Linked DNA regions of Gossypium hirsutum: region 1 is linked to region 2. A link is a contact called in public Hi-C data. All regions are on one chromosome and are shown on one strand. Each heading gives the region's core, a stretch centred on a gene start, on an enhancer-like site or on the middle of the called end of the contact. The rest is flanking DNA. Distances are from core to core; before and after follow the strand shown. Region 1 holds the start of LOC107885960. Region 2 has its middle 14 kb from the start of LOC107885963.

What was found. A called contact is a pair of places that touch in the nucleus more often than the background predicts.
Region 1: a Hi-C map of leaf shows a contact between it and region 2, with 2.9 times the contacts expected there. The contact joins the promoter of LOC107885960 here to the enhancer-like site in region 2. A contact is called at or near these places in 12 of 34 Hi-C or Micro-C datasets (anther, callus, fibers and 2 more).

The regions. Positions count from the first base shown.
Region 1 is chrA03:7,010,195-7,015,163 of Gossypium_hirsutum_v2.1, forward strand. LOC107885960 reads left to right here and starts at 2,139. Exons shown (of 4, transcript XR_001680593.2): 1 at 2,139-2,656; 2 at 2,802-4,969.
Region 2 is chrA03:6,890,806-6,895,969 of Gossypium_hirsutum_v2.1, forward strand. No RefSeq gene overlaps it. Among protein-coding and RNA genes, the nearest start is that of LOC107885963, 14 kb to the left of the region's middle. Within about 2 kb of position 2,001, at least 1 of the 9 cell types and tissues checked has an H3K27ac peak or open chromatin away from gene starts, as enhancers often do. A contact at or near this core is called in leaf, where this site is marked.

The sequences.
Region 1 (4,969 bases), core at 889-3,388, 120 kb after region 2:
ATGATTAATTATATATTATCTATAGTTAAAATTATAAGTTAATTTTATGTTTAAATTAAATATTCAATTAGGTAAACATACAATTTAAAAGTTTGACAAATTTATTCATTTTTCTTGACCAGTTAACTTGACTAACTAAAACAATCATGCTTAAATATTTAAAGCTTCCTATATGGTCGATCCCACAATATTTCACACATAAATCATTCTTTCTTAAAAAAATTTTATTGTACCTTTCAGTATAGAAGATTGTAGAGTTCATTACAAAAAAGTAGAGATGATGTCATCATTGTCGATTTTTGGCAGATTTCATTCTATATTTTACTAGACATTGGAATCGAACGACCCCATTGTTTTTCCAACACAAGAGTTGAAGAGGTTTAGTTGATAGGTGCCATAAAAGTGTTTAAAGGTGGTCATATCATGGTGAATATCGAGTAGAGAGTTTGACTCAAATCAATAGATGATCTCAATGAAAAAGTAGAGATCTTCAGAGGATGAAGGGTCAAAAATGGCGATGAATAGTACATATTTGGCGGTAGATGATCTCATTGAAAGAGAAGAAGAGTTATAGAGAAAAATGATTTTTTTTTAAATATATAAGAGGAAATGTGAAAAAGAAAAAAAAAAGAAATACGTCAAAATCTCAGTCACAAAATGAAATTTGAAGAGTTAATATTAAAAGTTTAATTTTGGGTTAATTTAATTGTAGATCATGTTGTATTTTGTATGGTTATGTTCAAGTTCTTATTTCATTTAAATAATTTCATTTTAGTATTTTTTTCTTTGATACATAGAGTATTTTTTTATTTACATATTTACATTTAAGTATTTTTGCATGTTTTTTTTATGTCTTTTATATGTCTAATAAAAAAAGTCATTTCATATGTTTTATTTTTATTTTATTTTTTATTTTAAATTTAAGATAATTTTGGTTTTAAATTTGGATTTTAACTGTGATGTTAATTTTTTTTAATTTTAAGTTTCAACTTTGGGATTTAATTTTGATGTTATATTAATTTTAATTTAGTAAATATTTAATTTATTGTATAATTTTGTTAGTTTTGTACAAACTTATAAAATGGAGCCTTTTGGACTATGATGTTTAGTGGACGGATGAAATAGCTTTCTCATGCCGTTATAAATGCATATATTTTTTTAGAAAATTACAATAATAAGATAAAACTCGAGTAATTAACATAATTAGCGCGAGTTGAATCTAAATCACATTTACGACAGTGAGCCCTTTGACCATCAGGCCATCACATGGGCTCCTATAAATGTATATTTTAATTTGTTAGATTCTTCGATTGTTTCATACCATTTATAATTTATTTTATAGTAAAATTATCATTATGCTAAGAGAATAAGCTTGATAAAAGTTAATATTTTTTTAGTAAGATAAGTGTTAATCTTTAATATGCCACCAAAATAAGTATATATTTTTCCAATAATTTTTATTAATATGAATAAATGATAACAATAAATTAATATTTAAAAAAAATAACAATTAATTGTAAGATATAATAAAAATTATATATTTTTTCAATAATCTATATCAATATGAATCAATGATAACAATAAATTACCGTTTCAAAAAGTGATAACAAAATAATATAAATTTATTTTTTATTGGATAAAAATAATATAAAAATTTATGCTTTTAATTCAAATAAAATAGCTGTTTTATTTTCTTTCTAATTGACATCGTTAATGCATTGTCTAAACTGTATTTAAAATTTATTATTTTTAAATTATAATTTTTATTGTATTATATATATAGTCTATAAAAATAAATAAATAAATAAATCTTAATAAATATTTTTATTATTAAATAAAATTAACTAGTGCCCAAACTTAAATCTTTATATACATTAAATTAAGGTTTAGACATAAAAAAATAAGTTTATAATTTCATTGTTGCATATTTTATTTATTTAATATTAATATTTGTTTTTCATATCCTTTATACATGAAATATATTATATTCCACATTAAATAAAATTTAGGAAATAATAATTTTAGTAGATAAATTCCTTTTTATGAGAAACATAACCGTCTATTTAACTACCACCACCTTTCCGCTGTAGTCTAAAGCTTCAAAAAAATGAAAAAGGTAAAAATAATAAAATTGAAAAAGGAATTGAGGGACTTAAACGACGTCGAAGAGGCAAATAGCGCCTAAAGCGGGGCAAGATCCAACGGCGGGAAACTTCCTAAATGCTAAATCACGAGCCTTTCTCTTCTTCTGCCTCCCCCTTTCCCTCTTTCTCTCCCGCACGAACGCAACTCACTGAGTCAAGTCCAGTCAAGTTCCTTTCCACTCTCTTTTCTTTCTTCCCCCATCCCCCCTCAACCCTATGCCCTTTTTCGTCTTTTCCTCTGCAATTTCCATCCAAGGGCTCCCATCGTTCCACGTCACTTCCGTCTTCTTCAACTCCCCCCTTCCCCTTCCCCTGATCCCCTCATCTCCTTCCTCTTTTATTTCAAAAACTCCCTTTAGGGTTTCTCAGATTTAACTCTCTCTTCTTTTTCTTCTTCTTTTTCTTTTTGCTTTTTTTCCTCCTTATTTTTCTTGATTAGAAAATTAGAAGAAAAGGAGATCTCCAAATCTTCAATTTCGCCGCTGATATTTCTTCACTTCCTTTCGGACGAGGTATACATATACATATATATGTTTTTATATTCTTTTGAATATTGTTTTGCTTCTTCAATTTTATTATTTTTACTGTATTTCAGTTTTTCTTTTAGTTCGTAATTTCAAATTTTGAGAATTTATTTCCTTTATTTGTTTCTGTTAGGTTTCTGATGAATTCGTTGTACTCCGAAAACGGTGAAAATAATTCTTTTTGAAATATTAAATTGGTTAGAATTGAGGATTAGAAATTTCTTTTTTTGGTGCTTAAGGTTATGATGGCGATTGAGAAGAGTAATTCCAAAGTTTCACCCTTTGATTCGGAGTTTTCGCCTGGTAGTAGAGAGATGACTGTGTCAGGTGATGAGGACGAGCTTCAACGTCCAGGGTCAGCCGTTGATTCTGATGATGAATTTGACGATGATGCTGATTCAGGAGCAGGTTCGGATGACTTTGATTTGTTGGAATTAGGTGAAACCGGGGCTGAATTTTGCCAAGTCGGGAACTCGACCTGTTTGGTTCCTTTTGAGTTATATGATCTTCCTGGATTGGAAGATATTTTGTCTCTTGATGTGTGGAATGAATGTTTAAGTGATGAAGAGAGGTTTAGCCTTACTAAGTTTTTACCTGATATGGATCAGGATACGTTTATGCGGACCTTGATCGACATTTTTAAGGGTAATAATCTTCACTTTGGGAGTCCTATTAAGAGTTTGTTTGATATGTTGAAAGGAGGGTTGTGTGAGCCGAGGGTTGCACTTTATAGGGAGGGCATGAATTTCTTTCGGAAGCGGCAGCATTACCATCATCTGAGGAAGCATCAGAATACTATGGTTGTCAATCTTATTCAAATGAGGGATGCTTGGCTTAATTGTAGGGGATACAGTATTGAGGAGCGGCTTCGTGTTTTGAATATTATGAGAAGTCAAAATAGTTTGATGTATGAGAAGTTGGAAGATAAGGATTCTGCATCCTCTGATGGAGAGGATTTGGTTGATGGTTTTTGGAGCAAAAGAGTTAAGGACTGGAAAGCTCCACAGAAATCAGGTCGCTACTCTGGCTTTGGGGTTGAACCAGATTTAGAGTTTGCATCGCGAGGACAACTGATGGATTTGGAACCATCAAAATACAGGAAGCAGAATCCAAAAGGCAAACTGAAGACAGGTGAGTCAAAACTTCCTTTTGCAAGAGAGTTTGGCAGCCGCTTTTCCCCTGATTTAGATATGAATTCTGAGCCATACGGTTTGCCAGGAACACTTCCTCGAGAGAAATATGAGTCTGCAGCACTCAGGGCAAGGGATTGGATGAGGTTAGATGATGCTGAAGACCCAATGTTTGGAACAGGTATTCAGCGAAACCAAAATGCTCTCGGTAATAGCTCCATGGGCAAATCTGGTTCTTCGAGAGCAAGGAAGAAGTACAATCTTTTAAGAGGGGAAGAATTAGCCACTGATAGTTTCATGGCTTCGCCTTTGTCTTCAAAGCATGATTTCCTTTCCTATGGTAGGAATAGGAATGCGAATCAATTGTCCGAGGCAAAAGTGTATGCTTCAAAGCCTCCTAATATGAGAACATCTCATGATTTTGCCAAAAAGTCCAAGCGTTTCAAAAACGACCCACTATTTGCAGCCGGAGATCAAATAAAGTCTATAAAAGGCCGAATTCCTTCGCTGCCATTGCAAGGGAGTCGAGTTGACTTATCTGAGCGCACTGAACTGTTTTGGCAAAATGAAAACCAAGGAGAAGATTTCTCTGTGGATTTGTCTGTTAGACCTGATGATTGGAATATTAAGCACAAGAAATGGAAAACACTGCGGCAATCTCCTGATCTCAGTTTTAAATCTTATAAAGCTTCCTCACCACTGATGAGTGACCAATTCTTGAAATCTGCCAGTAGAAAGAAACCATCGCAGGAGAAGATTAGAGGGAACTATTTGCAAAATGGAGGAGCAGTTATGGCCATTTCAAAAGGTAGTAGAGCATTTATTAAAAACGAAGAAACAGAATCTGACTCATCTGAGCAATTTGATGATGAGGAGGAGAGCAATCCTCTAATGAGAGGCAAGTTGGCATACACCAGTGGCGTCATAGAAAATCCTCGCCTGTCTTCATTGAATTCTGGCCTTGATTCTAAGAAGACCAAATCTTCAAAGAAATATACTATGAAGGATGGATGGCCTCTTGATGGAATGAACCGCTACTCCAAAAAGAGCTTTGAGGAAAATGTGCACGTGGCAGGAGTAGAAAGCTACTATTCGGAAAGAAAACAGAAGGGTAAGATGCATGAAAGCAGTCCCTTACCTAACTCTGGTTCTAGAGTTTTGGATGAGGTTG
Region 2 (5,164 bases), core at 751-3,250:
TCGGTGATGCAATATCACTCTGAGACACATATTTCATATATCGTCTCGAGATGGGACCATTACCTTAAAACATATCCTGTAGAATACGTGTTCCAGGGTGATGGTGCTTTATATAATCATGGGTGACAATCTATATAGATATCTCGGTCAAAGATCGTTTGAGGTCATGTATTGAAGTCTAAATTGGGAGCCAGTTTAAAATCGTTATGTAGACACGAGTTCAAACTTTTTGGATACCTAGAGATGTGGCCTTATAAATACCATACAGAATTTTGAGGGCATAATAATAGAAAAAAACTGAGGGGCTTTTCACTATAATCAGTGTAAATTTTTCTCCATTTTCACGCAGTTGATATCTTTAACCTTTATTTCTATTCGAAGGCCAGCACTGTCATGGACGTAGAAGGACTCTCAGATAGGCAACGACTATTATGTTGGAGTAAAGGTGATTCTTCTTTCGGGGCGACAATAGTTGTCATTATTAAACAACTTATTAATAACTACAATCACTGCAACAATGATCCAAGTTTGACCTTTACTCCACTAGAACATCCTCTCTCCACTTGAGAGTCATCTTGTGTCCACCTTAGTGTCAACTTTTGAATAAGAATAAAAGGTAAAAGATACCAATTGCCTGGAAATAGAGAAAAAATTTATGTTGATTACACTGAAAAGCCTTTCGTTTTTCCCTATGATTATGACCTCAATCTTATGTGTGATATATATAAGGCATCATTTACAAGTATCCAAAAAGCTTGAACTCATGACTACATAACGACCGTCAATTGACCCTCAGTTATACTAAAACCCATGACCGCATAACGACCGTCGACTGGGACTTTGACTCGTGACCGTATCAAGCACTATCTTCTCGGAACCCCATTTTCATAGAATGAGTGTCTGAGGTAATGGTTCTATCTCGGCATGACATATGAAATGTATATGTTCTGAGACGCGTTATCACATCCTCAGCCCTTCAAATCTACTTATAAACTTTCACGGTTTCACCTTCGAAACCTTAAACCCAATAAAAACCTTAAAACTTAAACCCCAAAACCCTAACCTTAAAATCAGCCCTAGCCCTAAAAATCCTTAAAAACGAGGCCAATTAACAAAAAAAAAGCATCTATTACCTATTTTAGCCAAAATTTATAGTTGGACGTAAATAATTTAAGTTTGAAAATATTTGACATCATTATGTGTTTTTATTTAATAGTAAAACTATATGAATATTTCAAAGTTTCACTTTTTTTTTACATATTAATAATTAATTTGACACAAGGTTTAAATTATAATATTCTAATTATTGTTTATATTTGAAATTAATTTTATACAATTTTCGACCTACCTATAACTTCCTCAATTCCTTAAGTGGAGGAAATTCCACGTTTAAGCATATTGAAATCTACGTATTTCGATATGTTATAATAGCAACAAAGTTAATTGAGCTTAGGTTTATATCTTTTATGAAAAATAATCATTTTTAGTTAAAATATGCTATTAGTCCTTATACTTGTATACAAATTAAAATTTGATCACTGTACTTTAAAAGTAAGAATTCAGTCCTTTAACTTTTTAAAATAAAAATACTAGTCCAAATTATCCTTAATGGTAGTTTTTGTCAAAAATTTTCAATTTACTATATTTGTTTTCATGTTTATTTTCTGTCAATCATCTGTCACATCATACAAAGACAACCTAATTAAAATTTCAAGTTAACAAATTCTGACAAAAAAGATTTGCAAATTTATTGACTGAACTGAGATTTCTAAATAAAAAAGTAAGAGGATTTGATTTTTAACCTTTTAAATATAAGAACTAATTCTTAAATATTGTCAAAATGCAGAGACTAACAACATATTTTAACCTAAAAACAAAAAGATAATAAAACAAATCCAAGCCCAAATTGGTTTGGAAATAACTTCTATAATAGCCGAACACATGATATGGGCCAAATGCTCTCCAAACCAGTCATAAAAAAGGAATTTAGAAAGCCCACAAACACTGTCTTTACTTCATACATGTAGTCCCTTGGGACCCATTCAGGTGTCTTTAATTCTTTATTGAAGTACCCAAGAAAGCAACAGAGATTTCATTGTCTCATAAAATTTCTTGGGGCTTCACAGATTCAGGCACCTCAAGTGGCTATTCTCTTAATATCACATGAATCAATGAAATAATTATTGAATAGATATTGGATCATTATCACCAACAGTGTTCCATTGCTCACCTCAAGTGGCCAACAACAAAGGAAGCACTTCTACTTTTGTTCCACTGCCCACCATAATGTTTTCAAGTGGGGGACTGTGTAGTTAAAAGGAAATCACTTGGTGTAAAACATGGTTTGATCGACCAATTCTGTAGTTGTCAACTTGACATTGCAGAAGAACCGTTATTGACTGAAAGTTTCAAACATTGTTCCATCAGGTCCATGGCAGGTTTGGTTCTTTAGACAAGGGGTAAGTTCCAAGACCTACTACTGCAAAGGAAAAAAGAAAAGAACTGTTTTATCAACCTTTTGTGGTTCATTGAGCTATTAGATGATAGTTCATATTCTAAAAAGCATATTATGGTTTAGGGTTAGCTATGTCGAAGGGTATGTCTTGTCAGTCTTCACCATCAACTTCAATGTACGTATAATGGCAAGTAGTTCAGCATTGAATTAAATACCTATATGATACATGTAATCCATGGTGACGACATCACATTATAACATTTCAATACCATTGGCAGAGCAATTATACATATACATAAGCATATAATGGTCCTGGAAACAAGTCCATTTAATGGTGGAGGGCCTGCCTAATAATTGTTGCCTCAGGATAGATATTGGAACCACTTTTATGCAATTTAATGTATTTTGTATTATGTTTTTGCCAAAGGATTCGCACAAGTCAATGTAGATTCCAGCCAGCTAGGTCATCATTGTTCATCAAAGGTGATAACAACTTCCTTGTAGGGATTGGCTAATGGGAACTTATACAGTTGCTCTCAGCCATACGATATATATGAACATGTGCCAAAACAAGAGAACCTCTCTGGCCGACAATGCCAATGTTATACGAGACCGAGTAACACATGCCGGTTCATCAGCCCATCCCCAGGCCAACATATTATCAAGAATCCATAACATGAATGATGAAACTCAGATCAATGTGTGTGTATATGTATATAGTTGGACACATGGTTCATCACTTTTATCAGAACCTGGTGGCGACCCTCCCTTAAGCTGCAATTTGAGGTGCCGAAAATTTGTTCAGTGACTTACAAGTGCTGTTTGTGAGGCACAGACAGGTAAGATTATCTAAAAAAAAAAAGAATCATATTTCAAGCAGATTTAATGTGAAAATGAGATAATAAAATATGGAAGTCAGTGGACCAATATATGAATTGATGATCATATGTGAGCCTGAATTTATGAGCATCGTCACAATGACGCATGGATTCAAACTTTTAGTGCCTGGTGATTCCAAGTACATGACAGGTTCTGGATAGAGACAGAAAAGATCATAAATGACGACAGAAATGCCTCCCCAAATGTGCTGTTGATGGCTCCAACAATCACACCCATTTCTTCAGTTTTTTTTTTTTTATCCTTTGTTATTCTTTTAAGATCTTAGACAAATCTGAGAACCGCTAATAGCAAACCCTGAAATTTCAGTATGAGTAGGTATTCATCAAAGCCTGTGCGCAACATATATATTACATTCAAAATGGTTAGAACTCGATCGAATTCAAAACTCAAATGACCCAAATTGAAATGGGTAAAAACCAGAATTGACTTATGAAAACATTCTGTTTGGGGTTTGATTTTCCATTTCCATGAATAGTAAGGTAACCTCAGTTTGACTCCAGTTTGGGTGAAGTAAGAACAAAAGCTTATATGTGTAAAGGGAATATTATCCCATGATATCCGGAATGTACATTGTACATTATATACACAAAACAATTCATACTTTTTCCTCATTGACCAGATTTTTATCAATTTCCAATGTTTCCAAAGAAAATTTTAAGTTTTACCGATGCTTAATTAGTTACCAAGAATATGTTAGTCAAAGGTGTCACCTTCTGCAACATGAGTACAACCACTAGCATTTGATCTTTTTGACACAAATCCTAGAATTACTTATAGAATCTTTTAACCCATAAATAAGAAGATAATACATTTCAATGCACTCGAACTTACGCTCTTTTGTATTGATAATAATGTTAGTGCCAATCGAATTAAAATTTAACCAAAAATGATTTATATTTTTTAAATTGCATTTAGATAAGTTTTTATAACAAATATTTGATTTCTTACTTCCAATAAATTTTTAATCAAAATTACTTTAAATTTTTTTTAATTTAATTTAATTTTTATTAATTATAAAACTATAAATTATACGAAATGTAAATTATGCAACACTTATGTTCGGACAATATATCTACATTGATTATACTAAATTTCATCATATCCACTATATGACTGAGAAAATATTTTATGAAAAAACATTAAAGAATGTATAAAAGTTCTTTAATAGTCTGTGGTTCCATCCAAAAAAAAATGTTTGTGGTTTCATTGGAAATTCACGAACGCATCCCTACCTTTCACTCTTTTTTGTTTATTAATCCAACGCGCGAACTCTTTTTTTTTTTTTTTGAGATTTGGTATTTTAAATTTAATGTTTGAGCTTTAATAATATATAGGGTTTAAGCTTTAATATTTAAGCTTTAATATTTAATATTTAATATTAGAGTTTGAGATTTAATATTTGGATTAATATTTGGCATATTGGTAGTGTATTTTTTTTATTTCACAAACAGTTTTAAAAAAAATTGATATATATATATTTTTTAATTTTTAATTTTTTGTTAAATTTTACTATAACTCTATAGAATACTTATTAATCTCTTAATCCTACTTGTGGAGTGTTATAGAATCTAAAAATTTTACTACTGAAACTGTATCAAATATTTTCCCTCCATGTTAAATATTTAAAATTTAGTATCTAATTATAAATAAAAAATTATAGAATAGGCTGACTCTGAGAATAATAAAACCCAAAAAATATCATTTATATAAAAAATAATCAATTATAATTTGAATAATATATTTTTCATATAAAAAATTATGCTATACAATTACTCCTCAATTATGCCTACATTTATTAGTATTTGAATT